Regions from separate parts of the Zea mays genome. Here region 2 is linked to region 1. The links are chromatin contacts, called in public Hi-C maps. All regions are on one chromosome and are shown on one strand. The core of a region is the stretch at or near the end of the contact, and the rest is flanking DNA. Distances in the headings are between cores, read along the strand shown.

Region 1 (5,464 bases), core at 2,039-4,538:
TTCCTACTTCAAACCCCGAACAAACTCCATGAGCAGGAGGCACTCGCGTTGTCGTCGCTCATCGATGACGAGAAGAAGCTTGGCGACTATCAGTTCGACCTTTAAAAGCAGTCTTACGTGGTCGCATGCGCTGCTGTGTATGACAAGCTCCCGCGAAGCCACCGCTTGGACGCGGTCTAGAGCAGCTGCACCGCGCTGTCCATCGTTAAACAGGGGGCCTCATGGTTGTCGCCAACGTCGACGACTCTCGGGTTGTTCTGGACACCGCATCCGACGACGACGCCATCACGCCGTCCAGCTCATCGTCCACCTGAAGCCCAACCTGCCACGTAAGTCGGTACTGACCGGACATGAATTTTCGTGCGTTGGGACGATGGATGTTGCTGACATTGTGTGAGTGTCCTCGAACATGATGTATGTAGTGGAATAGCGCATCCGGTGGTGCAACGGGCAGGGGTAATACCTCGCTGATAAGCCCAGGGTGCACTTCGTTTGGCAGCCCAACCAAGAGTCATCGGTACTTGTCATGTCGCGTGCGTTCGATGACTACTATATCGAGGATTGTGGCGTCATCTTGGCGCCGGAGGTGACACAATGGAGGATCGACAACAGTGACCAGTTCGTCATCTTGGCGCCGGAGGTGACTACCTTACCCGAAAGGGGCTAGGGCAATAGGAGAGTAGGCGTGTAGGGAGGTTCTCGGGTTGATTTTATTGTGATGGTGGTCAGACGAGGGATTCCTACATTGCTCTTCCTAGAAACTGTAGCGGGTTTTCGGAAGCTAGTGGAACTTTGTAAATGCCTCGTAGTGGATCCCTAGCCATTCACATTGGAAGTGTCTAAGGGCCTTGCAAACCCTGGCGACATGGGATACACGACTTGTGGGTAAAGGGTACCACCTCTGCAGAGTGTAAAACTGGTATACTAGCCGTGCTCGCGGTCATGAGCAGCTCAGGACTCTCGCATGATTAAATAATGGAACTAAACTCAATTTGTCATTTGCATTGTATGAGATTTATTATTAATTTTGTTCTATTATTACTATGATTTGATATTTACTTACATTTAGTAACCGCTAATAAAATTTGACCAACTTATTAAAAGCAATGCTCAGCTTTAACCCCTATTATTGACCAGCCTTACACTTCACATGAACTCCCACATTTGGTGAGTTCATGCACATTATTCCCCCACAACTTGTTGAGCGATGAACATATGTGAGCCCACCCTTGCCGTCTCACACCCCCATAGGTCAAGAACAGGTACCACAGGATGAGGCGCATGGAGGATGCTGCGATGTGTTCGTGAGAGGTATAGGCCATCGTCTCCCAGTCAACTTTGGGTTACTGGATCGTTGTCTTCATATAATTTAAATATTTATTTATTTTGTACATAACTCCTATTATATAGTAAAGATGTGACATTCGTTCCTGCACCATGATTCATCGTATGTGTGAGACTTGGTCCCAGCACACCTTGTGAATATGTTCGCGACCGAGTCTTGATGTCCTGAAACCCGAGTGTGACACTAACTTAGCTTATCTTAATGAAAACCCGCCGACTCCGTCCCGATCTATCCCCGACGTTCGAGGACGCCGAGCGCGGGAAAAACAGACGGTTCCTTGAGATTGTACGTAATCCACGGACGATCCGGGCACGGGCCCGTTGCCTTCTTGGGTCGGTCCATTTCTCTTGCGTCTTTGTCCGGTCCACGACGAGACGACCTTGCGGGTTAACTGGTCTGTGGCCCCATGCAAGGGTCTTTCGCTTCCTAGTGGATCCGGGGATATCTGTCCCCCACAGTTATCCACAAGGGTATTACAGTATTCGTGCCGGTCACACTATGACTAGATTTATAGAATATATTAGCAACATTTATATCTTCGAATAATTTTACAATAAAAATAAATTCAAAGATCTAGCTAATAAAACTAATTATGTATTATAATTATTAAAATTTTCTTATAAAAATATGTTCAAAGTTAAAATGTTTGACTCCTAGAATGACTAACATTGTAGACGTAGGGAGTATTAACTAATATTATGCGTGAGCTGGTGGTTCATTTTCACAAGCAATTACCTATCATCAAAAATAGGTTGTCACAGCTGTATATAAAAAAAAGCCCATTACAAACAGAACATGTGTTGTACTGTGAAGTAGACCGCAAATGGGCATCGGAGCTGAATGATAATTGAGGATGATTCGCCTTTTAAGCCTAGCTGTTGTTCATCGCAAATATGTTGTACAAAAGATCGTTACCATTTTTAGTGATATTTGTTTGCATTATTACAAAACATGTCTGAATTTTTCGTGTTCTGATAGGGCCCCCGTAAGCACGTCTTATGTTCTAGTATCATTCAAAATCCAACTAGTGAGGTAGCTACACCGACAATTAGAACGCTTCATCTATTTGGAAAGGGTGACGATAGTAATTGTATATTGTGCAGTGAAAGTAGGAGAGAAGTAATTGCAAAGGTATCTTGTAAATATTTATAAGATGTTTAGTTTGAGGAATAAGTTAGTTCATCATCTTTTCACTACTTATTTTTTGTTTGGTTCGTGGAATAGAATTGATTGATCCATCATCATCTCATTCATAATAGTTAGTACTAACACGAGAAATAATGTCATACCACTAAATTTGAGGAATAGACTTATGATGAACAACTTCATCTTGGATTAAGTGATTCATCAAACCAAACACCTCCCTTAAACCATCTCCAACAGCTTACCTATACCTATATTCAAACTACACTATATAAACAGACAATATAAAACGATGCAAAACGGTGTTTTTTTTTGTCATTAGCAGGCTTACCATGTAGCCTAACAACTTCCTACTCTGAAGCAAACAGTGCCCTTGGTATGGATTGCATCAGTTAAATTGTTATTTGGACACAGAAAGATGTGCCTACTGACCAACACACGTATTAAGCAGAGAAATTCAGGGAGATGCGAGGTTGCAAACAAGCTTTGGTCCATACGGTAGTAACTCGTGACTCGTGAGGGAGATGAAGATTCCTTTTCTCGCTTGCGCCATGCGAAACTGACGGACGGGAATGTGACTGAGTACAATTCTCGGCCCATTTAAATAGGCCTGGTCGGTCCATGGCCCAGCGGCGAGCTCGCGTACAATTCGCACTACCAGGCTGCGCGGCTGCTGCCTGCTAGTAGTATCACCACAGTGGGAGGCGAGCATTTTAGTACCACATCGACGGAACGCAGTAGGGTGCACACCAACGGCTGCATTATAGAGGTCCGGAATGCCACAGGCACAAACCATGATCCTTCAGGCAGTTAAAGGGACATGATGAGCGGTATGATCTCGCAACTGCTATGCGAGAGGGGTGTCTGCCCCAACTACGCCTGTTACGACAACAGGCACCCCAATGATTTACCGTCTGATCCCGACTTCAAAACAAAACACAAATATTTTCGTTTTTGGTTCTAAGCGTTTTGTAATTCGTTTTGATTCTAGTTTGAAAACTGCAAAAATTTTCATTTTTTTCTAAAAAAACTCTAGTGGTGTATGGTTTGTCACATTTCATTTTTCTAGGTTCTAAACTTTGCATCATATCTCTAATGTATTTTGAATTAAATTTTTTACATATGTATTTTGTCATGGTCTAAAGTAGTACATGTTAATTCTGTGTTCAATTCGAAGCTTAGTGTATAAAAAAATAGATTTTTACATATGTATTTTGTAATGGTCTAAAATAGTACATACATGTTAATTCTGTGTTCAATTCGAAGCTTAGTGTATAAAAAAATTAGACGAAAAAAAAGAGAACACTTTATTTAGAAACAGAAGGACCTACCTTCAAATTTAAGGGATAACCTCTACGATTGTAGGGTGCCGCTGAAGTTAGAGATTCTGCACCCAGCATAAAAAGGCCCCTCGTCACCTGTCGATTATCATGTTGATCGGCGGCTTGGGCGCTGTGTGATGATAGAATGGAGCGCATTGCTCTCGTCTGCACGCCGTTCTGGCCTCGCTCGCCAGCTCGGGCGGCTCCACGTCTTTGTCCTGCAGCAGGGGGCAGTGGAGATGACCGATGAGGCCATCTCCCGCTTCCCTGTCAGCTCTGGAATGAGATGCGGCACGATCTCGTTGCCCTGTTACTCCGCGCCAGCTCCATCTCCGTCTCCGGCGGCGCTCGCGCAGCACAGACGCTCCACCCGCTGGCGCTCAAGTCCGGGCGCGCCTCGGAGGCTCGCGTGGCGACCGCGCTGGCCGTGGCGTACGCGCGGTGGGGCCTCGTCGCGCACGCACGCCGCGTGTTCGACGAAGCGCCGCGCAGGGACCTGGTCCTCTACAACGCCATGGTCTCCTGCTATGCCTCCCACGGTCTCGCGCGCGAGGCCTGGGCGCTCTTTGCCGCCGCGCGGCGCTCCGGGATCGCCCCCGACGGGTTCACCTTCAGCGCCCTGCTCCGTCCGCCGCCGCGCCGTGGCCGCCACCCAACCGCCGGCGCCGTCGATGACGGGCTGCTGCTCAGGATGGGAGCCCTGGCGCACAGCCTCGTGCTCAGGCTGGGTCTCCTCGCAGACGTGGTGGTTGCCACCGCGCTGCTCGACATGTACGCCAAGTGCGGCCGGGTTGACGAGGCGCGCTGGGTGTTCGACGCTATGGCGGTCAGGAACGTCGTCTCATGGAACGCGATCGTAGTCTGCTATGGTCGGGTTGGTGGAGGCAAGGACGCTGTTGAGCTGTTCCGGTGGATGCTGAGAGACGGGAGCTGCTGCCCGGATGAGCTCACGCTTGCCAGTGTGCTAAGCTCGTGCGCCAGCGTGGCGGCAGCAAACGAGGCTACTCAGGTTCATGCTTATGCCATAAAGAGGGGGTTTCACAGGTTTCTGCAGGTGGCCAATGCTGTTATCACAGCGTACGGCAAGACCGGTTTTGCTCGAGAGGCGGGGCAAATGTTTGCTATGATCTGCGACCCAGATGTAGTTACGTGGTCCTGTATGGTTTCGTCTTTGGCGTACCTTGGACTATGCAAGGATGCAGTTCATGTGTTTGAGAGAATGCTCCAACAAGGCGTACAGCCTGACAGCGTCGCCTTCCTTGGGGTTCTTTCTGCCTGCAGCCATGCCGGGCTCGTTGAAGAAGGCCTGCACTATTTCCTTATGATGGCGAGGGGCTACAACATCGATCCAAATTCACAGCACCTTGCTTGTCTGGTTGATCTCTTGGGGAGAGCTGGTAGGATTCAAGATGCTTACAACATTGTTATCAAGCTTTCTTGCGAGAACAATGCTGATATCGTTGGAGCTTTCCTTGGTGCCTGTAAGCTGCGGGGCAAAATTGAGTTGGCAAAGTGGGCTGCCGATAGGCTTTTATGCCTGGAACCAAGTGAGGCAGTAAATTATCTGCTTATGTCTAACGCATTTGCTGCTGCAGGAGCTTGGAACGAGCTTGCAGAAGTAAGAAGTGTGATGAGACATAGGTGTGGCAGCAAG
Region 2 (5,529 bases), core at 1,231-3,730, 410 kb after region 1:
CGCGATAATTTCCTTCTTTTGTAGAATGTGTTACAGGGCAAAAGGTAAAACCGCCCATATATCATTCAAAATGAGAGTTCGACATTTTGATTCACAGTACCAGTTCTAGTGCCATTATAAGGTATATATTAATCAAAATAAGAATGGTCCATATTTGAAGATATTAAACACTATTCTTGCAGCAACTATCATCTTACAAGCCATACATGCATGGATTTGCTACTGATCAAATGCACTTAGGGCTCTTTCGATTTGTGCCTGCCAGGTTTTCCACTGCTCAACGCTGTACTTACAAAGAATGGTCCAAATATGTTTCCCCATATTCTTAACTGATTTGCATATTTCTTACTAGACTAGATGTAGATATATTGATTCCTAATATATTTCATCCTAAGGGCCTCGTTGGTATAGATTCATCCGACTCCTTGATACAGTACGAAAAAACTAAGGGCTTGCTTGGGAGCAAGAGGATTTTAGCCTCTTCAATCCCCTCCAAATCACTTGGTCCCAAACAAGCCCTAAGCAGGGGACTGAAGGCGATTAAATCCTCTTCTATTCAATTTTGACTATCAAGGGATTTAATCCCCCCCAAACCACCTTCAATCCCCTCCTAACTTAAAACTAGCACAGGTGAAGTCCCAACAAAAATCACAAACTTTTATTTACCTCACTAAGGAGGATATCAACAAGTAACTTGGTTGAAGCAGCATCCTCCTGCGAGCCCTTTGCCGGAGTCAACTTGAACGCGTAGAGGATTTTAGCCTCTTCAATCCCCTCCAAATCCCTTGGTCCCAAACAAGCCCTAAGCAGGGGACTGAAGGGGATTAAATCCTCTTCTATTCAATTTTGACTATCAGGGCTTGTTCGGTTCTACCCCAATCCATATGGACTGAGGGGGATTGAGAGGGTTTTAATCCCTAGCAAGTCAAAATCCCTCTCAATCCATATCAACCTCCTTCAATCCATATGGATTGAAAATAACCGAACATGCCCTCAAGGGATTTAATCCCCCCAAACCACCTTCAATCCCCTCCTAAAGTCCTAACTTAAAACTAGCACAGGTGAAGTCCCAACAAAAATCACAAACTTTTATTTACCTCACTAAGGAGAATATCAACAAGTAACTTGGTTGAAGCAGCATCCTCCTGCGAGCCCTTTGCCGGAGTCAACTTGAACGCGTAGAGGGGAAGCTTGGAAGCTGCTCAAAGATGCAAATGTTAATCCAATAAAAGTGCAGAGTAATTTGCTACTTCCATGTCCAGTGAAGCAAGTACAATACTAATTTGCTGATGTCTTAGTGAGGTTTCCACCAAGTCAAAAAAGAAACCATATTTCCAGTGAGGCATACAGTATGCACATAATAATAATACAAAAGGCTCTATGTTTTTGCTTGCGTTAGTTATAATGGCCTGGGGTTCAGACTGAAAAGTTATTATAAATATCCACAGTTGCATAAGATATCTGTTTATTATATCCTTATTTAACCCAACTCAATTCGAGGCGGATAACAGCTAATTGTTACCCGAAAACCGCTGATGGTAACAATTTTTAACCGGAGGCATGAACCAAAATAGTGCAGATAAAAAAAAACTGAACACTCTGTTTCGGCTGTTCAGTTTGCAAAGGCCCCCAACTTTGTGGAGCACAAACGACACCTTTTGCTGTAGAAATTCCGAGAATTTTCTAAACGAATCGTGCACAAGGCTTCGGGGCACAATTTAAAATGGGACAGGATCCAATGCAAATACTAATAAGTTGTTAATATTCCCAAGATTTTCAACCGGATTGTCGACGGAAACGACGTCAGATTGACCGTCAATAGGGAATTGCCTAGGGGGGTAGGTGGCTCACCAGGCAGGCAGCAGTCGCCGAGGCAGTTCCTCCCGCAGCCCGCGCGCGGCTTGTCGGCGTCCTCCTGGTAGTTGGAGACGACGGTGGGCACCCTCCTGATGGTCAGCTTCATCTCCATGCCGGTAGGTCGGTCAGTTACTCTCGGGGTGAGAACTCGTCGGGGTCCGGGGGGGTTAGCAGAAGGGACTAATTGCTAGGAAAGGAAGAAGGTGAGAGACAGGAACGGCTCAGAGGCGACCGCCGCCGGCGAGGAAGAGGAGATCGGACGGGCTTCCTCCGGCCGAGGGCAGCGCCCCGCGGCCGCCGTGCGGAGCGGGGCTGGACGCGACAGCGGAGGCGATGGTGCCCGTGGGCTCCACCTGCGCAGCTGCGGGGCCGCGCCGGGGGGCTGCAACGCTAGCCGTGATGCCTACAACTCGGCCACGCCCAGAGGGGAGGAGGGAGGGCAGCTGTGGCAGGATTGGGCGGTGGTCACGGAAGCTGCCGAGGCCTGCGCCCCGGGGACGGGGTTCTCCTGTCTTATAACTCTTCTCCGGCGAGGTGAGGCCAGGCGAGCGGCGGCGGTGCGTTGGGGTTGTGCCTGAGCTGGGTTTGGTTTGGGAAGAACGGAGGAAGCGGGATGGCATTAAATAGGGGGAGGCGATTGCGGTGGCGGATTTGTGGTGTGGCTGTGGCTGGCTGGTGCGCTGCTGTGTGGTGGATCTGGACGGACACGGACGATACCCGATTCTCTCTCTCCTCTCTGCGCCACGGTATTTCTTTTTCTTTTCTTTTTATTTATTATATACGCAATACTCGCTGTGTTCAGTTTTTTCTTGTCTCCGGTCGGGTGGTTCACGTTTCCCATGCTGGGGACCACGAGCACAGAGGCGAAAATATAAATAGATATTTAAGTTATCATGTTTTTCTTATCCGCTAAAATTTTATTAAAAATATATTCCCCTTCATATCCATTTTAATATTAATATATATATATATGTATATTTGTTTTTTGCAGTTTTTTTATCTATCAACATACAAAACAGGTATCATAAATATATTAAAAGTTTTCTCTCTATAACTAGTGATCAATTATTTAATTTTATTATACTAATTTTGTTGACGTGTGTTCATAACCACGAAGCATAAGGTTGTTCGACGTGGCTCGGCATGTGCACCTCCAGTGATTTGAGCACCATAAAACACTCAAACACACGAGCAATTTATCCTGTTTCGGTCCTTTGAGCCATATATCTAATAATTTTGTGTTTTTTGTGCTAGAAATGCTCGATTGAGGGTGTTCTTACAATCAGAATGAGCCGAGGGAGATGTAGAGGAAGTGCTATGCTAATTTAGGGCCCAGTCCTCTATCGTGTTGGTTGATCTCTTCTACAGGAGTCCATGTCCTCGATGTGATAAGAGGTACAGAGTGAATGGTTTCTTTTTGTTTGAAAGGAATTGAGACGCTCAAGAGAGGTGGTGAATTAGGACTTGAAAGTTAAAAAATAAATGTAGGGATGTAAACTCTCGTGTACAACGCTGGTATTTTTACCGAGGTATTCGGAACCACGCAAGGTCTTAACTAATCCTCGTTAATGTCCCTACGCAAAGGGTAACCCACGTGAGGGCCAAGCACCACGGACGAGTAAGTTCATAGAGAGCCACGTGTCTTCTCCGCGCGCAAGTGGTGCTTCGCTTCCGACTCCTCTCGGACGCTCCACGTCGTCTTCACTATCGAGCTTTCGGGATAAACGTTGCGGCCTCATTCCCTCTGGTACACGGTGGCGGACGTATCACAAACACGGTTGATACAGTCTCGCAAGACTCTCACCCCACTCAGTACAATATTACAACGGCTCGCGCAAGAGCCGAGGAGTTTGTGGGTTGTCTAATCTCACTCACACAACTAGGAACAAATATAGAGCAAGCGCTAATACAGTTTAACGAACCTAAGCACTTCGCAAAGCACCTACATTAATCACCGAGTGATTCTATTAAACACTTGGGTGTTGGAGCACTTGCAAGTGTGTATGGACTTCCTTGATATGTTGCTTGGGCTCCCACACCTCCAAATGGTCGGGTGATGTGGTATTTTTAGAGCCTCAACAAAAACTATCTGTTAGAAAACAATTCTAGATCTTTATGCGGCGCACCGGACAGATGCACGGACTGTCCAGTGGTGCACCGGTCAAGCCACGTGTACTAGCCCTTAGAGGTAGTTATTGGAGCTTCTAAATGTGGCGCACCGGACCATCCAGACTTGGTGCATCAAACTGTCCGGTGAGCCACTAGTGCCCCACCAGTACGCTAGCTGACAACCCTTCTCTTAACTCTTCTAACTTCTCGATCATAGATCAACGATCGAGATTAGATCTGAGCGCGAGCGCGAGCGCGTGGGAGGCGCGAGCGAGCGCTGACAAGCGAGCCAGGGAGGTTAGCGACTGGGGAGGGAAGGCGGGCTGACCAGTCAAGCCCAAGGGAAGGGGCACTTAGAACCTTTGACTAAATCAAATTTCAGGATTAAATTTAAATTTGTTGACCGTGACACACAACCAAAATTAATGTGACAAAGACGTAAATGCCAAATATACGACTCGTTCAAAATAGCATTGTTCACAGACTTATTACACACATCATGCAAAGATAAGCGTAACAAGCTTCCACTGTCATAGCATTTTCCAACAAATGTCCCATACTTTGACAGTATACATTTATTAGATTCAAACACAAGTTTATAGTCATCTCGACATAGAAGTGAGCCACTAACAATATTCTTTTTGATGAAGGGGACATGTTGCACGTTCTTCATTAGCACTGTCTTTCCCGAAGTAAACTTCAGAATGACTGTACTGTAACACCCTGAATTTGGGGGTATAAAATTTCTTTCCTAATATCCACCAAATTCAGGTGTTACTCTCTCATTTCTGTGCTTTCCTTCTCTTTTTCCTAAAAATGGAGAAATTATTTTTGTTTTATATATCTATAAGCCTAGTAAAATGAAACCATAAAAAGAATCCTTGATTGTTGCATATCATGTCGAGACCTTTTTATGTCGAATTGTTGTGTTTGTGCATCAATTCAAACTCATTACATATAATTGAATCTTTGATTCAAAAACTATATTTAAATTTGAATAGGAATAAAAAGGAAGAGAAAAATAATAAAAAGGAAAAGCCTCCCCCCAACCCCTCTCGTCCAGCCCAGCTTGCCCTCCCTGTGGCCCAGCAAGCCCCTTTCCCCCCAGCCCATTGTCGCGCGCGAACCCACCTGGCCCACCTGGTGCGGCGCGCCCCTCCCCCAAACCCTAGCCTCATGGAACTCTGCCCCAGCCGCCACCTAGCGCCCCCACTCCCCCTCGGCCCACCTCGCAGTCTACCCCGCGTGGCCCGCCCCGGCCATCATCCCTGCGCGTCCGTGACCCTATTCATCTTCTCCCAACCGCCCCTCACCCACGACGTCGTCACCTGCGCCCACATCGCCCCAAAAACCAGCATGCGCACTCCTCTCTCCCTCGCACCCGCACAGATACTCGCCCAAACCATCGGAGCTCGCCGGCCTCGCTGCATCTGCACCCTGCCCTCGTGCGATCGTCAAGGTGAGCATTCCCCCTTCTCCTCTTCCCTCTCCTCCCTTCCCTGCTCCGCTTCCCCCCCCCTTTTTCTTCCTCGGCACGCAACAGCTCGACACAGGCGCGCAGAT

Evidence for each region. Hi-C and Micro-C count contacts between places; a contact is called where the count stands out from the background.
Region 2: a Hi-C map of tassel shows a contact between it and region 1, with 2.9 times the contacts expected there. The contact joins the promoter of LOC100283852 here to the promoter of LOC103629159 in region 1. A contact is called at or near these places in 4 of 25 Hi-C or Micro-C datasets (ear, leaf and tassel).

What each region holds. Positions count from the first base shown.
Region 1 is chr6:31,014,179-31,019,642 of Zm-B73-REFERENCE-NAM-5.0, forward strand. LOC103629159 (pentatricopeptide repeat-containing protein At2g46050, mitochondrial) reads left to right here and starts at 3,289. Exons shown (of 2, transcript XM_008650335.2): 1 at 3,289-5,464. The coding sequence starts at 4,097. LOC111589609 (small nucleolar RNA Z279/snoR105/snoR108) reads left to right here and starts at 3,304; the gene lies at 3,304-3,410.
Region 2 is chr6:31,420,146-31,425,674 of Zm-B73-REFERENCE-NAM-5.0, forward strand. LOC100283852 (VTC2) reads right to left here and starts at 2,481. Exons shown (of 6, transcript NM_001156750.2): 1 at 1,852-2,481; 2 at 1,098-1,198. The coding sequence starts at 1,969.